Regions from separate parts of the Mus musculus genome. Here region 1 is linked to region 2. The links are chromatin contacts, called in public promoter capture Hi-C maps. All regions are on one chromosome and are shown on one strand. Each heading gives the region's core, a stretch centred on a gene start, on an enhancer-like site or on the middle of the called end of the contact. The rest is flanking DNA. Distances are from core to core; before and after follow the strand shown.

Region 1 (3,391 bases), core at 123-2,622, 1.6 Mb after region 2:
TCCACCTGCCTCTGCTTCCTGAGTGCTGGGATTAAAGGCGGGTCCCACTGCTGCTCAGCCGAAAGGTCCTTCCTGAGGTGGGCCAGATGGAGAAAAACACCCAATGTCTCCCTTTGGTTTCCATGAATGCATGCATGTGTGAAAATATCAAGTACACACACATATACACAATATCATACACACATAATACACACACCATACCTATCCAAACACACACATATCACACACACATGCACAAATCATTTAAGCACCACACACACATGCAGGCACATGCACACTAATAAATCTCCAGTTGCTATGAGGCAACTAAACAGGTAGTTGTCTCTCTAGTTAGAGTCAGTGACTAAAGGGGGATGGGGTGCTGTTCACCCCCCAGAGTGTCAAGGAGCCTTGAGTGACAACTTTCTTTCTGGGCCTTAGAGGGCCCTGATTATCAGGTGTTAGGCTTAGGTGAGAGGTGCTAACACCTAGTGATCAGGAATATCTAAGATGCACCCACTGCCCTGGGCCTGGGGACACCAGAGGCTACTTCTAGAACTTTAGGTGGCTGGAGACATAACAGAGGTATGGTTTGAGGTGTTAGAACAGTCCCTTGGTGGCAGAGATGGCTGGGATTTGACACTGGGAGGGGCCAACTTCCAATCTGTCTCTGTTCATCAAGTAGAGAAACTCTGGACCAGGCATCAAGTTCTGTGCAGATGACTAGCAGGGCACCAAGGTGTAAGGAGGGCGGGGCGGGGGCGGGGCCGGGGTTGGGGCAGGGGTGGGGCGGGGCTTGTTCTTGCTTTCCCAACTCTTACAGTGCTCTCTTTATCCACAAGGACCCGGAGTGCAAAAGCAGGTTTGCCCCCCACCCCTACCTCCAGTACCAATGTTCAGTTGTCGTATTGGCTGCAATAACTTTCTGCCTATGAAGCAGAGTCAGTCTGTGGGAGGTCCCCAGCATGGCACTGTCCCTGGACCTGGACGGCTGGCCGGAAGCAGCTGTGGGACCCACCGCTACCAGCCTCAGCCCCAGTGGTCTTTAAAAGGCGGAATTTCCTCCTTTCTCTGAACTCCATCTCTAACTTAACAATCCAGAATAAAGTTAAGTTTTCAAAATGCTATTAATTATAGAAGGGAGAAGACAGAGGTCCAGAGAGGTTCAGTGACTTGTTCAGAGTCACACAGGAAGTCAGGGACAAAGGTGGGAGGCTTTGGCTGCACTGGTGTGGATATAACATGGGCTAGTGACAAGCCCAACCCCTCTACCTCCCTCCCCTGCACTACACAAGGAAGATCATTTCCTATTCCTGGCTTCTCTGCCAGCCTGAAAGACGGAGTGTAGAAGAAACATTTTTGTACATATATCAGGATGGCCTTGTGGGGTGGGTAATGGCTTTTGCTGTTTGACATCTGTTTCCCAGGAGACTCTGGGAAATGCAGGGGCAGAGTCCCCAACAGCAGCTGAGGGCTGTGAGGCTAGGTACCTGCTTGTGGAGTTTTTATCCCGGGGCAAGCTGTGTGCTCAGACTTGACCATGTTTGGGCATGGAGGCTCGACCCAGATGGGACTGAGACTGCTTCCCTGGAGACCAGCTGGGAGACCAAACTTCCTGCTAGAGCTCCCAGGCCTGACTTGGGGTGGGGGTGGGGGTGGGGCGAGTGGAGAGAAACCATCTGCCAGCCAGCGGAGACCCAGAGAACTGTGAGTGCTACATCCCAGAGAGCTTGGGAAGGGCTTCTAGGAAGCCGGGGCTGAGGGGAGATGGTGGGAGACAGCAGCCTGTGATGGCATGGATAGGGTGGTGAAAATCCCTACCTCTCCTGATGCCCATCAGAGTTCTGGCACCGGAGGGCCTGCCTGGCCTGTTGACCCTGGTCTGGGCGTCTCTTTTGTGGCCAGCCAGTCAGGACCAGTGTTGTCACTTGTCATCAGGATAGGGATCGACAAACAGGCCTGGCAGAGTGCACCAAGCTCCTTCAATTCCTCAGTTAATGATGGCGCCTGTTTATGGAGGGCATCACTTATTTATGAGGTGACGCTCAGCAGTGTTGGTGGGTCTACATCAGGACCCTGAGGAGGGCACTATTGTTCTTGTTTTAACAGTCATATGGTTGCTAAGTAGAAAAGCCAGGACTCGGTCTTATATCTGATGGCCTCTCTTCTCTAAACTCCCCCAAAACCCTTACATACTCTATCCCCAGTCCTTCTAAGGAAGAGATCAACAACCCAACAGTTATGCCACATAGGACTCTTCTTTAACCCTTTCCAACTTTCCTAGATCAAGCCCAGACCTCAGGTGACTTTTCTACAGAATTCCATCCAAGGAGTCCTGAGATACTTAATGTTTCACATCCGGCATAGTCTCCCTGAAATCTCTTCTGTTATCATGGAAACCCATTTCTTCCTGTCTCAGGCCACAGTGCATATCAGAGCTTCATATCCTTCTTGCTGGAGGTTCTCATTAGGCCCATCCCAGATTCCCACCTAAGCTTTACATTTAAACTGAACTCACTTCATGTAGCTGGTGAGCCATCGGGACATTACAGGCACAACCAGTCACAGGAGCGAGACCTCTCAGGAACAGGTGACATCCTTCCTTCCTTTCCCTTCTGAGCTTCCATGCTGTAGCCTTGAGCAGACTCCTGCTGTCATTTATCTTGGGAATGCTCAGGAGTCTAGGAGGGCTCACTGGAAAAAGCCAGCACCACAAGGAAATCCCCTCAAGTGTACTGGGCTTCTCCTGGAGATAATTGGTGATAATGGATCCTGAGTATTTAAAAGCTAACTGTAGGCTGTTACCAGAGGCCAGAGCAGACCTCTGTAAGAAAGCTCCATGTAAGTTGCAAAGCTCCACGTATTATCATACTTAAATAAGAGCAATGTTGTTATTTGGTTGCATCCCCTCATGCCTGCCTGCCTTCCTTCCTTCCTTCCTTCCTTCCTTCCTTCCTTCCTTCCTTCCTTCCTTCCTTCCTTCCTTCCTTCCTTCCTTCCTTCTTATGAACCTATCACTTGGGCTAATCTCACTTCTCTTTGCCTTCTTGGTGCTAGAAATGACTGTTGCCTCCAGTGGCCATGGGGAAGAAGCTGGTGATGGCCCAGAAGCGCGGAGAGACACGAGCCCTCTGCCTGGGAGTGGCAATGGTAGTGTGTGCTGCCATCACCTACTACGTCCTGGGTACAACTGTGCTGCCCCTCTACCAGAAAAGGTATGGATGTCTCCACTTCCTGGATTGACCTACCCTACCCTTGACCCGTCACGGTAGTCAGGACAGACGAGGCATTCGTCATCTTCAGGCTCAGGGGTTCCAGTTCTGGGGGAGCAGAGGAGTGAGAGACTCCCCAGTTGGGACTGGTGATGACAGGTGCAGGATTCCTTGGGGGTGGGGGTGGAGCTCACAATGGC
Region 2 (2,915 bases), core at 89-2,588:
AGGACATGAGAGAAACCAGCGGGTGCCTTGGGTGGCAGCTCTGCTGGGGAAGCACCTTAGGATCTGGTGCACTGGAGGGAATTACTGGGCCAGGGAGGGCCCTGGTTCCAAATGGATGCCACTCTCCACAATCTCCGAGTGGGTCAGTAAGAACAGCTTAATCAAGAGCGCCAAGAAGATAGTCCTGTGCCTGAGGCAGCACAAAGCCATCTTTGGTACAAAACTGGCTTTGGTAAAGACAATCCTCCCGCCTTGGCCTGGTACCAATCAAGTAACCCCTTCTATTAGTGAAGCCCATCCAGACCAGCCTTCAAGGCCAGAACAGCAGAAAGCACGGACAAAGAAGCCAAAAAGGCAATAGAGGGGTTTCCAGAGGGATTCAAAATAAAGTAGTCTGCAAGGCCTGCCTGGACTGACGAGAACTCTCCCTTAAGAAATTCCTCGACTGATCTATGGGTGGGGAGGTGCCTGAAGGGGAACCCCTGCTTCGTGGCTGAGAAACCACTACCTGCAGTCTGAACTTCCTATCCATGGTGTTATGTGTGTCCATCCATCCATCCATCCATCCATCCATTCATTCAGCCAGCATCTGTTAGTTACTGAGCGCCCAGCCAATGCTAGGATGAGCTAGAGAAAAGAGATGTGGAGCCACTTGTAGCTTTGCTTTGCTTAGTGTGGGGCAACCATGGGTTGGACCCACCTGCTCCATGAATCTAGAGGCTGTCCTCAGGTCCTCTGTAAAAGGCGATTAACCATCCCCTCCTGACCCCCAACTCCCAGGTGTTGTGAGATTTTAAGTGAGCATCCGTGATAATGACAGGGCACAGGGCCAGGTGTGGACTCAGTCCCCCACGGGGTCAGGGGCTTGCTACCTACCCAGCATCCCTGCTCTCTTTCACCTTCGCAGCCCTGTGCAGGGCTGCCAGGCCATTTTTGCAGTTTTTCCTCTCCCTGTCATAGACAGTAAACCCAAGAGACCTAGTGACCACCTCTCCCTGACCCCCAGCCCCCGCCCCCAGCCCTGGGGGCAAGCGATCGGATTTATAGCGACTGGCACGCCAGCGGTTCTCACACACCGAGGGGGATGGGCAACCTCCCTGAGCCCTTAACGGGAATGGAGAGCTCGAGCAAGATGCTTGGGTGCCTGGGTTTAGAGTCGCCAGGCCCGGGCGCGGGGGGCGGAGCGCGCCGTCCCGCCGGGCGCGGGGACAAAGGCCCGCGGGCGGACGTGGCCGGGCCGGGCCGGGAGGGCCCTTTAAGCAGGGTGGGCGGGCGGCGTGGAGGCGGGCAGGGGCGGGGCGCGGAGGGCGGTGGCGGCGGCGGCAAGTGCTCGGCGGCAAGGATCGCTTTGGCCCGGCCCGGCCCGCACGGCGCTGGGCGCGGAGAACGGCCATGCCGCCGCGGCGCAGTATCGTGGAGGTGAAGGTGCTGGACGTGCAGAAGCGGCGCGTGCCCAACAAGCATTATGTGAGTCGGCGTCCGCGCCACGCGGCGATCCCAGCCCCGCGCAGAACTTGTGCCCCGCGCCCTCACCGCCGTCTCCCCACGCGCCCCGGGTCCCCGCGCCCTCCCTGCTGTCTGTCTCCCCACGAGCCCTTGGTCCCTGTGCCTTCCCCGCCATCTCCCCGCTCGCCCCTTGGTCCTCGCCATCTCCTCGCGAGCTCTCGCCTTGCCCACCCGTACAAAAGTCTGGCCCCAGCCGCTGCTGCAGACTAAGACAGAAACCAGGAGAGAAACCCACGGAGCCGTGGGTCTCAGGCCACCCTCCTACCCAGAGGCGCCCAGCCTCATAGGATTAGCGAACCTAGCCCTTCATCCTTCTGTGCATGGGTCATTTGAGCGCCCCTTCCCTGTAACTTCCGCTTAACAATGTGGGAAAGTTTCCCCAGGAGTAACCCCCCTCTGTGACAGGAGAATTTTGTTTGGAGCTGCTAAGGTGTGGAGGAAATGGGTCCCTGGCATCATTTTGCAGATGGGAACGCTGAGACTCAAAGGCTGAGGATTCTCAAACGTGGACGATGGGCCTGGGGCCCACGGTGACCCTCAAGTGGGAAGTGGCCTCTCAGGCTGCTTGGGGACTTTGTTGGAGGTTGAGGTGGCCTTGGTTCCACCTCAGAGGTTCTGGGTAGTAGGACAGTGGATTTAGAGGAGGCCCTGGGGACTTCACTCCAGGTGTGAGGGGGACTGGCTTCCCTGTGGCTGTGCCAGTCCTGAAGAAGTTAACCAGGAAAGAAAAAAGCAAGAGGGAGGGAAAAAAAAATCCTAACAAAGAAGTGAGGAACAATGACTAGAGAGGGCGTTGGCTGGAGAAAGGCTGGCCAGGGGCCTCCCTGGAAGCCCCTTTGGATCTATTTGTTTAAGAGATCCATTCTTACAAAGCAGACAGCTATACATGCCTTCCCTGAGTCGCCCATAAAATTCTGAAAGGAGATGGCCGGGTATCCACTGTACTCTACAAGAAAGGGTGTGCTGTGTTCCAGTGTATTGTTATAGTCTAGGCCTTCAGTAACTCAGCCCTGGGCCAGCCAGCGGGGGGCTGCTTCCTGGACCTGTGGTATCTTTAAATAGAGCTAAGTTTTCCCTGCTTCAGAGCTCAGCTAAATTGTCTTGGTTTCCCCACCCCCACTCCCTTTCCCCCCCCCCCCCCCCTTAACTATTTCAAATGCTGCCAAGTCTTGGTTTCTTGTTGAAGCCTGTTGAGTTGCCTCTTGGGTATGGGACAGTTTTCAGCAACACACCAACTGGAGGAAGTCTGAAATTCTCCTCCATGCCGCCTTCCACCAGATCCGACAAACCAGAATAGATAGAACCACCAAGGACTGGGTGTCACCTTCTACTCCCTTGTGGTGTCACACATGTTTAGTGGTGGTCTTCTCAAGTCTGTTTCAAGGATGGGGCAGCTAACAGTAAGGAGC

Evidence for each region. Promoter capture Hi-C pulls out the DNA fragments that hold promoters and counts their contacts.
Region 1: a contact with region 2 is called in a promoter capture Hi-C map of hippocampal neurons, with 5 times the contacts expected there. The contact joins the promoter of Kcnmb1 here to the promoter of Sh3pxd2b in region 2.

Annotation. Positions count from the first base shown.
Region 1 is chr11:33,961,641-33,965,031 of GRCm38.p6, forward strand. It overlaps Kcnmb1 (potassium large conductance calcium-activated channel, subfamily M, beta member 1), which reads left to right and starts at 1,373. Exons shown (of 4, transcript NM_031169.4): 1 at 1,373-1,686; 2 at 3,037-3,194. The coding sequence starts at 3,061. It also overlaps a transcript of Kcnip1 not described here.
Region 2 is chr11:32,346,502-32,349,416 of GRCm38.p6, forward strand. It overlaps Sh3pxd2b (SH3 and PX domains 2B), which reads left to right and starts at 1,339. Exons shown (of 13, transcript NM_177364.4): 1 at 1,339-1,467. The coding sequence starts at 1,393.